Linked DNA regions of Mus musculus: regions 2 and 3 are each linked to region 1. The links are chromatin contacts, called in public Hi-C and HiChIP or PLAC-seq maps. All regions are on one chromosome and are shown on one strand. The core of a region is the stretch at or near the end of the contact, and the rest is flanking DNA. Distances in the headings are between cores, read along the strand shown.

The links. A called contact is a pair of places that touch in the nucleus more often than the background predicts. HiChIP or PLAC-seq counts read pairs in DNA pulled down with a chosen protein or histone mark.
Region 2: a contact with region 1 is called in an H3K27ac HiChIP or PLAC-seq map of embryonic stem cells, with 5 times the contacts expected there. The contact joins the enhancer-like site here to the promoter of Ntm in region 1. A contact is called at or near these places in 1 of 484 Hi-C or Micro-C datasets (cerebellar granule neurons) and 7 of 115 datasets of contacts at active chromatin or transcription factors (VIP interneurons, embryonic forebrain, embryonic hindbrain and 3 more).
Region 3: a Hi-C map of cerebellum shows a contact between it and region 1, with 2.1 times the contacts expected there. The contact joins the enhancer-like site here to the promoter of Ntm in region 1. A contact is called at or near these places in 3 of 484 Hi-C or Micro-C datasets (cerebellar granule neurons and cerebellum) and 4 of 115 datasets of contacts at active chromatin or transcription factors (VIP interneurons, embryonic hindbrain, forebrain and 1 more).

The regions. Positions count from the first base shown.
Region 1 is chr9:29,410,889-29,414,350 of GRCm38.p6, forward strand. Ntm (neurotrimin) reads right to left here and starts at 1,797. Exons shown (of 7, transcript NM_001357602.1): 1 at 668-1,797. The coding sequence starts at 834.
Region 2 is chr9:28,550,860-28,554,321 of GRCm38.p6, forward strand. All of the region lies in intron 2 of Opcml (opioid binding protein/cell adhesion molecule-like), which reads left to right. Among named protein-coding and RNA genes, the nearest start is that of Gm39313, 160 kb to the left of the region's middle. Within about 2 kb of position 1,947, at least 4 of the 459 cell types and tissues checked have an H3K27ac peak or open chromatin away from gene starts, as enhancers often do. A contact at or near this core is called in embryonic stem cells, where this site is marked.
Region 3 is chr9:28,567,762-28,571,223 of GRCm38.p6, forward strand. All of the region lies in intron 2 of Opcml (opioid binding protein/cell adhesion molecule-like), which reads left to right. Among named protein-coding and RNA genes, the nearest start is that of Gm39313, 170 kb to the left of the region's middle. Within about 2 kb of position 1,815, at least 44 of the 459 cell types and tissues checked have an H3K27ac peak or open chromatin away from gene starts, as enhancers often do. A contact at or near this core is called in cerebellar granule neurons, cerebellum and forebrain, where this site is marked.

The DNA of each region.
Region 1 (3,462 bases), core at 547-3,046:
TTGTACATGCTGCTTTGGTGAGCATGCATAACAATCAGAGCACGGTCCACTCGTGTAGAAGGCATTCTCCACAGACAAATCACAGTCCATGGTACCAGTGTCCAAAAGCCACATTCAGACAGGAAATCACATCTGCCTCTGCCCACCGTATCATGGAACAGACAACCCAGGAAAAAAACGTTAGTAAAATCCAGGCTCAGGAAAAGAGGTTTTTTTTTTTTGCAGAGTCCAGACCCTGTGGCAACTCTCAATGGCACGGGTAGTGCGAGGGCATCCACACCAAGCCAGATCCCTGCTTTGGGACTCATTAACTTCAGCAGGGAGATCATCCATGCTGAGTCTCAGCCAAGCCCCAGGTCACCATAGCTGTCAGGCTCGGGAAAAGGCAGTAGCAGGACCATTGGCTTCAAAATAAGACAGCTATCCCTCACCTTTAACAAACCCTTGGGTCAAAGGAGCCAGGTTTGGAAAGCACAGCTCTCCCCTAGCATTACCCTGAGGTTGCCACATTCCTTGGTAGAGCAGTTAGCTCATCCAGGAATTGTGCAGCGCAGCAAGCTAGGGATCTCTCCACTAGCCCTGGCTTGCTCCAGAGCACACACCCGCACCCCTGCCCCTTTGCCCCAGCCGAAACAAATCATCATTTAGTAGAGTGGCAGTTCCCTACCTGAGGGTGGCGCTCTCCCCCTGCCTGACCGTCACGTTGTCCATAGCTTTGGGAAAGGTGGCATCTCCGCTACGCACCGGCACTCCTGTGGGTACAAGGAATAGCAGCCTGAGAGACACGACCACGAGGCACTTCCAGGGCAGGAACAGGTACCCACAGACCCCCATTCTCGACAGCCACAACTTCCCAGAACTCCGGTAGTGGCACGCACACGCCCCCCGGGCGAGCACAGGAAGTGGGTGGGGTGGGGAGTGAGCGCGGGGACCCAGCGATGAACTAGCGGCGACCGCGCGATGCACTGGGAGGAGAAAAGCGCGCAGACTCCTCCAAGTCTAATATTCCTCCCCTAAATCCAGCCTCAGCTCGCAGCCTCCGAGAACCAGTTTCCACACACATCCGAGGCGGACTTTCTCCGTGCTGCCTGTAGCCAGGAAGGTGGCCAGGAAGGAGAAGCGCAAGGCAGGCAAGCAGGCGCACAGGTGCGGGTCTCAGAAGCTGCCTCTTCCCCGTAGCAGTTCAGGCATGGCACTTTGGACAGGAGTAAGCACTTTGGTATCCAACGGGGTTGTGGCTGGGTTGAATCCAGCTACCCAGATGTGGTCTACGATTCCTCAGTCGAACGAGAGGAAATCCAGCACTTTCTTAAGTTTCAGAGCAAGGCTCGGCGCCAGAAACAATCTGGAACAATAGCAGATGGAAAGTAGAGCACGCAAGAGGCGGCACGGAGGGAGCAAGGAGGCGCCTGCTAAGCCGGCTTCCTGCAATCCGGACTCGGGAATCCTGCCGCAGAGCCACGGTCAACTTGCTCAGAGCCCAGATTCGCGCTGCAGCTTGGGCTGTCTCTGCAGCGCAGCAGCAAGGTTGGAGCGGCGCGGCAGGGGCGGACCGCAGCGGTCCCTAGCCCGCTCTCTGGCTCGCTGCAGAAGACGAAGCGCAGTCGGCACCACCGGAGCCGCGGACGCCACGCTCAGCGGCCGCCCCCGGCCTCCGCGCTGCCTTCCTCCCGGGAGCAGCCCCGACGCGCGCGGGCCCCGACCGCCGGGGTTGTCATGGCAGCAGCTCCATCCCTGACCGCCACTTTCTCTCCTTGCCGACTCCAAGCGATCCGGCTGGCGGGAGGCACGGACTGTGCGCTCATCCTGGCGGGTGCGGGGCGCGGGCGCCCACCTTAACCCCCGCCGCGCCGGGCCAGGGCAGGGCGGTGTACCACCTCTGGCCACCGTTTTAACCATTTCCGGATTTGAAGAGCTAGCTCTTCGCAATTAAGAAGACAAAGTTACTGTGAGGTCTTAATAACCCTAGACATCTTAATAAGGGTCACAAACTAACTAGGAAGAGAAGAGCCTGCAGCATGCATATGTGCACCTTTAAAATGGTCAAATTAATTCTATCAGCATTGAGAGTACATTTACAACGTTAGGAAGATGCTTTAAATAATCTCATTTTTATTCAATGTTACACCACCCTTTGCACTACACCCACCCTCTTAAAACCCCGCAGACTCAACACAGCCATTCTAAGAGATAGTCCACGTAAAATATAAATGTGGAAATTCCAGAAGGACCTTGGTTGATGGAGTGAGCAAAATCCCTTTAAAATGTTGGTCAAGTTCAACACAGCCTTTTTTCAATTCCCCAACCTCACCCCAGACACTGAGAATGCTAACTGGGTAAAAGGTACACAGGCATGGGCCAGTGTAAGCCACAGCCTTGTTTATAAAGAAGATTCTCTGGGTTCTGGGTTCACACTCTGGCGTACCTGATTTCATCTCCAAGAGGCGTGGCTTTCTTTAAATCTTTGAAGCCCAAAGAAAGACTGGATATGCCTGAGCTTCTGTGACTTCTCTCTGTCTGCTGCTGGTTCCTCTGTGCCTACATCATGTTTCTCCCTTCACACTAACTCTGATGGACCATGCCTGGTCCCTGTACAGGGAACAGGGTAGATCCGTTAGAACAGTGTGGGTAACGCCAATAGGCTCCCTTCCCTGGAATTTCCAGTCCTGAGCTCCCAATACTGTCCTGAATTGTTACTGGGAAAGGAATGGGGGTACACTGGTTCTGTTTATTTCCCTAGACTTTCTCTTGCATTCAGTTGGGGCACTATTTTTTTTAAAAAGTCTATGAAATAAAAGTGGGTGGGGGGGAGTGCTTCCCCAAAGCCATCCAACACCAGATACGAAGAAAACATTACTACAGAACCATTATTAACCTCAGAGGTGCTGGTACCAATGAACATTGACGCTATGGAGTCACACCAGCCGTTTCCATGTAGATAGTATGTAAGGATCCACACGTGCACCTGTCCCACAATCTCCCCCTCACACTACTACAGTGGAGGGGTGGGTAGAGGTCAGCTGTGGAATGTGTTAACCAAACTCAAAAATGGCAAAAGAAGATGAGTAAGCTAGCTTTTCTAGCTTTGTAGTTGCCCAGACACTTCTGGGCTGTGAAGTATTGAGCAGCTTTACACTGGAGGTAGCAGAGTACTTGACATCAATTCATTACCAATTCCCTATTGTCTCCTCTAGTGACTTCTTCTGATATTAAAGTCTCAGGGAACTCATTCACTATTTTGACCATACCTTTTGACGTATGGTGCCCCAAAATGCTGACTGTTGACTTATGACAGCAACAAATGGCTTTTTTTCCAAAGCCTATTTTGTCTCATTCTCCAGTGGGAAAATATGAAAATGTGAAATTAAACTGTTTGGTTCTGTCAAGAGTTTCATGAGCAGGGGCAGAAAGTGTGAGTTTCTCTTTGCTGATGAATAGGCTTCTGGGTTCAAGGCTCTTCCC
Region 2 (3,462 bases), core at 697-3,196, 860 kb before region 1:
AGGTGGAGAAGAATGCAGACCCCAGGCTGTACAAAACACTGAGAGTCTGATAAAGACAGACACTTTGGTTCTGAAAGCAATGGAAAGCTGTTAGTGGTATTTGCCTGGTACAGCCAAGGCTAGAATAGGAGAGGTGTTAGACTAGCACATGGCTGAAGCCTGTTGGACTCCATGGGGCTGCATTGCACCACAGCCACATACAAGCTATATAACTTTGAACAAGACTCACTCAGACTCTGTGCATTGGTTCGCATTCTCAAAGGAGGTGGGATACTTGTGCTGTTTTATGAGTCAGTAGATGTAAAGTTCGTATTAAGTTCCTGCCTCATAGATAATACTGTGTGAAGATCAGATGGTGATGATGATGCTAGGGACAGTAGTGGATGGGATGGCCTATCAAAGACGCTCAGTATCTGCTACCTGGAGGTGCAGTTGTAAGACCAGGTATGTCAAGGAAAGAAGGTAACTCATGAAGGGGAACTAATTTCTTACTAGTCCAAGAGACAGATGTTGTTATAGTTGACCCACATGGCAGTAAAAGGGGTGGGGAGAAGTTAATAGGTTAGAAATATATTTGGGAGACAGAATCAATAGGCTGGGTGATTGATTGACTGTGAGGCTGAGGGCGAGAGATCTGTCAAGGGTGACTTCCTCCTGGCTCGATTGACTAAATGTGTATAGTTACATCAAGAAAGCAGAAGGTGAGTTTTCAGAGAAAAGAGTTAGAACTCGTTTTTTGCAGAACTTGATGAATATGCAGGTAAAAAAAATGCAAAGGAGAGTTCTGAGACAGAGAAATACATTTAATACATTTTAGCAGTGAGATTGAATTCTACAGTAGCTCTTCAGTTATAATCAGAAGAAAAGAGGGCCTACAATTAAGGGCTAAGAAGCCTGAATATTTAGTAGTTGAACACATTATAAAAAGATAGATACATTTTTCTTGGTTAGTTGTGAATAGTCACATAATAAAAAATAATAACGGTGTATATACAGCATGCAAAGTCCTTGTGCTCTCCAAGATCGATGTTAACAGGGGCTTATCTCACCTTCACAATGATTCCATTCAAAAGACCAGTCAAGGTGTACTGGCCCCACTTTACAAGCATGGCAAAGGAAGCAGGCTATATGATTTGCTATCATTTAGCAAACACTAAATTACTTGTAGAAATATTCATAATGCAATTTTTGACTCATTATAAAATAGATTCTGTCATATCTACTTATTATTTAGGTAGATATTTTTTTGTTTATGATTAAGTAATATGGGCTAAGAATTTGTTCACAGGCATCAAGTCAAAGGATGGACTTTTTATCAATAATATGCACACTGAATTTTGGATGTGACTTGTTTATTACACAGTGGGAGTTAGAGTATTCAATAAGAATTTATTTCCTGAATCAGGTCCAGCTGCTGACCACTCAAAAACCAATACATGGGAGAAATCAGTGGGGACGAAATCAATTTTATTTAATGGCTATTCCTAAAGATAAAGGTCTTTGCCCTCCAACAATTCTTTTAGGGAATTCTGGGGGGAAAAAAACAGGCTTCTGTTAGAGGGAAAGAGGCATGGGAGCAATGAGCAAGAAGGCTGTGTACTAAAGGGAATCTTCCTCCTATCCAGTACCCTCCCCCCTTCATCTCTAGTTAAAATGCTACATTCCAATGGACCTTGACCTCCTAGGGCCTACTATCTTCAGATAAATATATTGTTTTTCTGCAAGTTAAACCCCACAGTAATTTGCGTTCTTTGTGTTGACACAAGTGGGGAAATATGATGAGAGAGTTGCACAATCTGATGTCATTTGTAAGGCCCCAGACTCAGGGTGATCTATAAATAGAAGCTGTTTAAAGGTTAATATGTTAATCATTTAGGTGTGGCTTCCTATTAGAATTTAGAATGCTGAGCAAAAGGAGGGTAATTAACCTTGCAGAGGACAACTCAGTATTAACATTCTCAGTTACCAGGGCAGATTTGAGTGTTACTTCAGTCTAGATCATCATGGGCTCTGAGACATACCATCAGCATCACTTGAGAACTCTCCAGAAAAAGCAAATACAGTGGATTTATCTTTGGTTTACTGATTCAGAAACCTTGATATGTCCCTGTAACACCTCCTTGTGATTATGCTGGTGTCTGCACTGTCCTAGATTAGAACTTCACTCTGTATGCTGCACAATTCCTGCCCTTTAGTCCTAACTCTATCTATCAAGGAGGAGCAAGGATCTCAAAAATTTTAAGTTCACTTTTTAACTCTTATGTTTCAATTTTGATTGGAATTTTTTTTTTTTTTTTTTTTTTTTTTTTTGGTTAGCCCTAGCTGTCCTGGACCTCACTTTGTAGACCAGGCTGGCCTCGAACTCAGAAATCTGCCTGCCTCTGCCTCCCAAGTGCTGGGATTAAAGGCGTGTGCCACCACGCCCGACATGTTTCAATTTTGAATAATGATAAAAGTATGTCTATAATATATTCATTTTAACAGGCACAGCTTAAGTGCCTACTATCTATAACTGTTAACTAGATTAAAAAAAAAAACACCTACTTAACACAATCCAATTTGAGAAATTGAAGGCAACTAAATCTATATTGTCATAATTGTCTTCTCACTGATGTGCCTTTCTCATGGTAATCTCAAAGTCTGTCTAAAATACTCCTATTCCTGAAAGGCATGGAAGGTAGATAGTATTTCTCCCTGCCAGGTGGGTAGGAGAAGGAAATGGGAGCCATACAGGAAATTCCAGATGTCAGAATTGCAGCTGTTTCTTCATCTTCCTTGGTGACAGTAAAATCGCTTACTCTGAGTCATCCTAGAATATGCGACTGAATACCACCCCCATTTCCTTTCACTTTAGTTATCACCTTAGGTTTGTACAATTGTGTGTAATTTTAAATTCATCATTATACTCAAATGCCTAATTTTGGTTGGTGCTTTAATTATTACGTCATTTTGGCTGTTAGATGAGTTACAGCTGAAGTAATTAACAGTATTTACTTTCATTAATGGCAAGCTTCATTCTTCTTCTCTTCCACAATAACCTTAATGAAAGCTTTCAAAATGGGAGAAAAAAACTCCAGAGTGAGAAAATGCTACAAGCCCTGCTGGTTGCACAAGGAGAAGAGCTGGGGTAGGAATCGTGGTTAAGAGTGATGTATAAGTCAGAAATCCTTGAGGATGGTTTCCAACAGGCAGTCTCTGGTGGGCTGATGGGATAAGGGCTGTTACATTCTATCTGCTCTAGCAGGAACAGTGATTCAAACATGGGTCCCTGTGTTTGACACAACTGCAGGCTCTTTGGGGGAAATATATTGCTTTAAATCTCAACTGATCAAGGGCTGGGGTAATGGCTTAATGGATATGTGTGCTTTTTGAATAATCACAAAGTCCTAAGTTCAAATCCCCAGCACAATAGATGAAGCTTTTTCTCTAAGATACTTTTGCCTGCTTTCCTTTCTATAGGAA
Region 3 (3,462 bases), core at 565-3,064, 840 kb before region 1:
TTATATATAGATGGGGAGTTTAATCCCATTATAGAAGTAGAACACAAGGATCACCAACGCTTTGGCTGCGAGGGCCCAGCCTCAAGGGATCAGACGTTTTTAAGTGCCAAGCTCTAGATCTCAAGCTCAATGTCCTACCTCATCATCTGTTTGTTGCAGTGCCTATTGTTGTGGGCCAGGGCTTGTGTGATAAGCGGAACAACCTGTAGTCTATGTACTGTATCTTGAGCGGTAGGTCAGTGCTTACCAGCTATGTAGCTATGTTGCTTACTGCATTAGTAAAAAGTAATAGAGTTAAGAAGTGGGGCTTCTTACAGTGCTTGGATGAGATCAGCAGGATAAGCTGAGTGGGCTGCATATTTTGAACTTCCCAAAGATGCATTTGTATGAGATAACATTATAGGAGAGTGGTCCTTACCCTTCCCAATGCTGCAACCCCTTCCTACAGTTTCTGATGTTGTGGGGACCCCCAACTATAAAATTACTTTTGTTGCTATGCCATAGCAATAACTTTGCTACTGTTATGAAACATAGTGCTAGTATCTTTGGAGATAGGATTTGCCAGAGGGGTTGTGATCCGCAAGTAGAGAACCACTGTTTTAAGGAGGATCTTTGTTAGCTTGGGCCCTGGAGAAACTTAATGTTTGAGTTAAAGCCTATTTAAAATGGGCCACATTATAGGTAAAATGGGACAGCATGATACAATATCTACACAGGCAGGCTGTATTGTAGGATGAGATCATTGAACGTCAAATCTTTCCAGTTCCACAAGGACCGGGGATTAGTGAGAGCCACTAAGGACAGTCTTCTCTTCCTCTGTATTCCCAGGAGTCAAATAACATGTGTGTGGCAAGAATCTGTTTATTCAGAACGACTATGGAATCGACAGAATTATTTCTAAATACGTTTAAGCCCAGTGGACTCCCTTAAACCTGTTGTGACACAGTCACAGCCACGAGAAAGGAAGAGGGGACACAAAAATTAAAGAGATAGAAGAAACAGAGAGCTTTCAGAAGAGTTCACAGACAATGGCTGAGCATGTACCACCCAAGGAGAGAGGATCAAAGTGAGTTCCCTGTGAATCAGGCTCCAAGTTTGATTTTCAATCGTGAAGAAAGTTCTAGAATGTGGGTGCAGAGCAGTTTCTACATAGAGCGGGCTCACCAATGTGAAGGTTAATTATGAGGCAAGAAGATGCCCCCATGAGGTGAGGTTTTCTGTGGCTGCTTTTTGTTGGCATCTCCAGGAGAGTGCGAGTACAGAAGAGGCCCTTTGATAGCCACGTTGGCAGCCGTCGACTCTCCCTGTGGTCCAGCAGGTTAATGTACCACTGCCAGCCCTCCAGAGTGAGGCAATCAGAAGCACGGCTTGATAGAAATAAAATGCAGTGTGGGGCTGAGAAGGGAAGTCTGCAGTTGGTAGCTCAGCTCCTGGCAAAACCCTCCTCCAATCAAGGCTTCCCTGGAAGGCAGTATTAGCAGAGTGGCTTAGGGGCACCTGTGATGCTTAGATTAATCTCGCCTTTTTGTTTTCTTTCCGGTCTATCTGGGCACCGCTGAGTGCAAGAATTTATGTTGGCTTCCTTCCTAGAAGGGAGCTACAGGCTGCAGAAAGAGGAAGTGTCATCATATGTCACCTCTCCCAGTGTCTCTGTGGCTGTCAGTCTGTCGCTCTGCCCCTCCTTGCCCATCAGCTCTCCTTTTTACATTCTCCTGTGATGTGATGCTGTGTCTCCCAACAGAGCAATGGTAACAGCACTGATACCCCACCCACAAAGGCGCTTTCTTCTCTTCTGGTATGTCAGCTCAGGCTTTCTAGAGGGAAATTAAGTGACTGGAAGGAAAGGGAACTGGGGCTTTGATCAGATGTCACTGTGGGGCCAAAGCTGCTTCCCACCCTTTGCAGACATCTGTAGCAAGTTATCTAATGTCATGGGGACTATCTTTAGGGGCTATTTTTGAAATGTTAAACAACCACTATCCCACAGTGCCTTGCAGCATTTGATTTAAGCAGTAGAGTCATTTTCTGAAAAATAAAAACCTCAGTGTAATGAACTAGTGGATGGACTCCTACTGTTTAGGAATAGAAAGGCTAAAGAAGTTTACAGTCGGTACTCCTCACTTGGGGACCACAGCACACACACCATCCTGGGGGGTGGGGTAACAGGGATCACCTACCCCATATGCATAACCTTCTCGGTGGGTGAGTGGGTGGGTGTGTAGGTGGGATAGCAGATGTTGCCTAGCCCCAGAAGTTTTTCCATTGGAAGTCAAAGGCTGGATTTTCTAAATTGTTGGAGTGGCTCTTTCCCAGCACATATCTGACTATTAATCACCATGGCATGCTGAACAGCACTTGTGACTTTTTTTCATGTTCTTTCCAGACTGGTTGCAATTAGGTTATGCTTTTAGATCTTAGAGCTTTGATAATAAGGTTCTTAGTATTCTGGAGAAGGGCTTAGGCGAAAATAGTGCTTGCTAGTAATTTCTTCCTATTTTTGCTGGGTCCAGTGGCAGAGGAGTGAATTCGGGGTAGTATCTTATTTCCCCCAGTATGCCAATGCCTAGCAAAACAGCAAAGGCCTTTCAGACCTAAGAATCAGTATCCTAGAAAATGCCATCTACCCTTGAATGGAACGCTGGCATGCCAAGGAGAGGTCTGGGCATAGAGGTGGGGTGGGGGGGTGGGTGGAATACAGAAGCAGAGATCCTATTCCTGTCCTCTATTCTGGCTGCTTCCACATTCCGCTGAGCTGAGCCCAGCCATGCTCCATTTATAAGAAGCAGCGTGCTAGTGTCTATCTCATGTGCTGTTAAATAGATGTGAGATGTCACCCCTATTTATTATTACAGCAGAAAACTCTTGCCTGAAGAGTCACCTTGATGAGACATGGGTTCTGGTGAAGAATCACAACCTGAAAGCTAGAGAAGCATAAAATAGAGCTTGGAGTTGAGACACTGCGAGTTTTCATTGACTTTTTATGTGGCCTTTTGGAGAATTAGATTTCCATTTTGTTATTGTTAATTGATGGAGTTTCGCAGATTTACTGGGAAATAGGGCATAGGCAGAAAATGTAGTCTATGTGAAAGGTCTCACACAAACTTTTACAGGGATGAGAGTGTTCAGAGGAAGACAATGGGATTAATTGCACCTCCTCTGTTTCTCACTGGTGCCTTTTTATGGCTCCAGAGCCAGTAATAAGAACCATTGGTACATTAAACTGCATTTTTCTTGTTGAATTATGGACTAATTGATTTATTACAGACGTGGCCTTTCCACTTTCTGTTTCTGAGCATCCTGCGATGAGGCTTGTTACCTTCTTGGCCCTATTTATGCTTCCCCATCGTGCAAGGAACTGGAAACTTAGCACTCAGCAGATGGGGGGAGATGCGTTCTGTAGATATCAAAGCTTTGTTGGTTAAGTGCCACTCTCTTCTGAGATGGATATCTCCCAAGACCCTG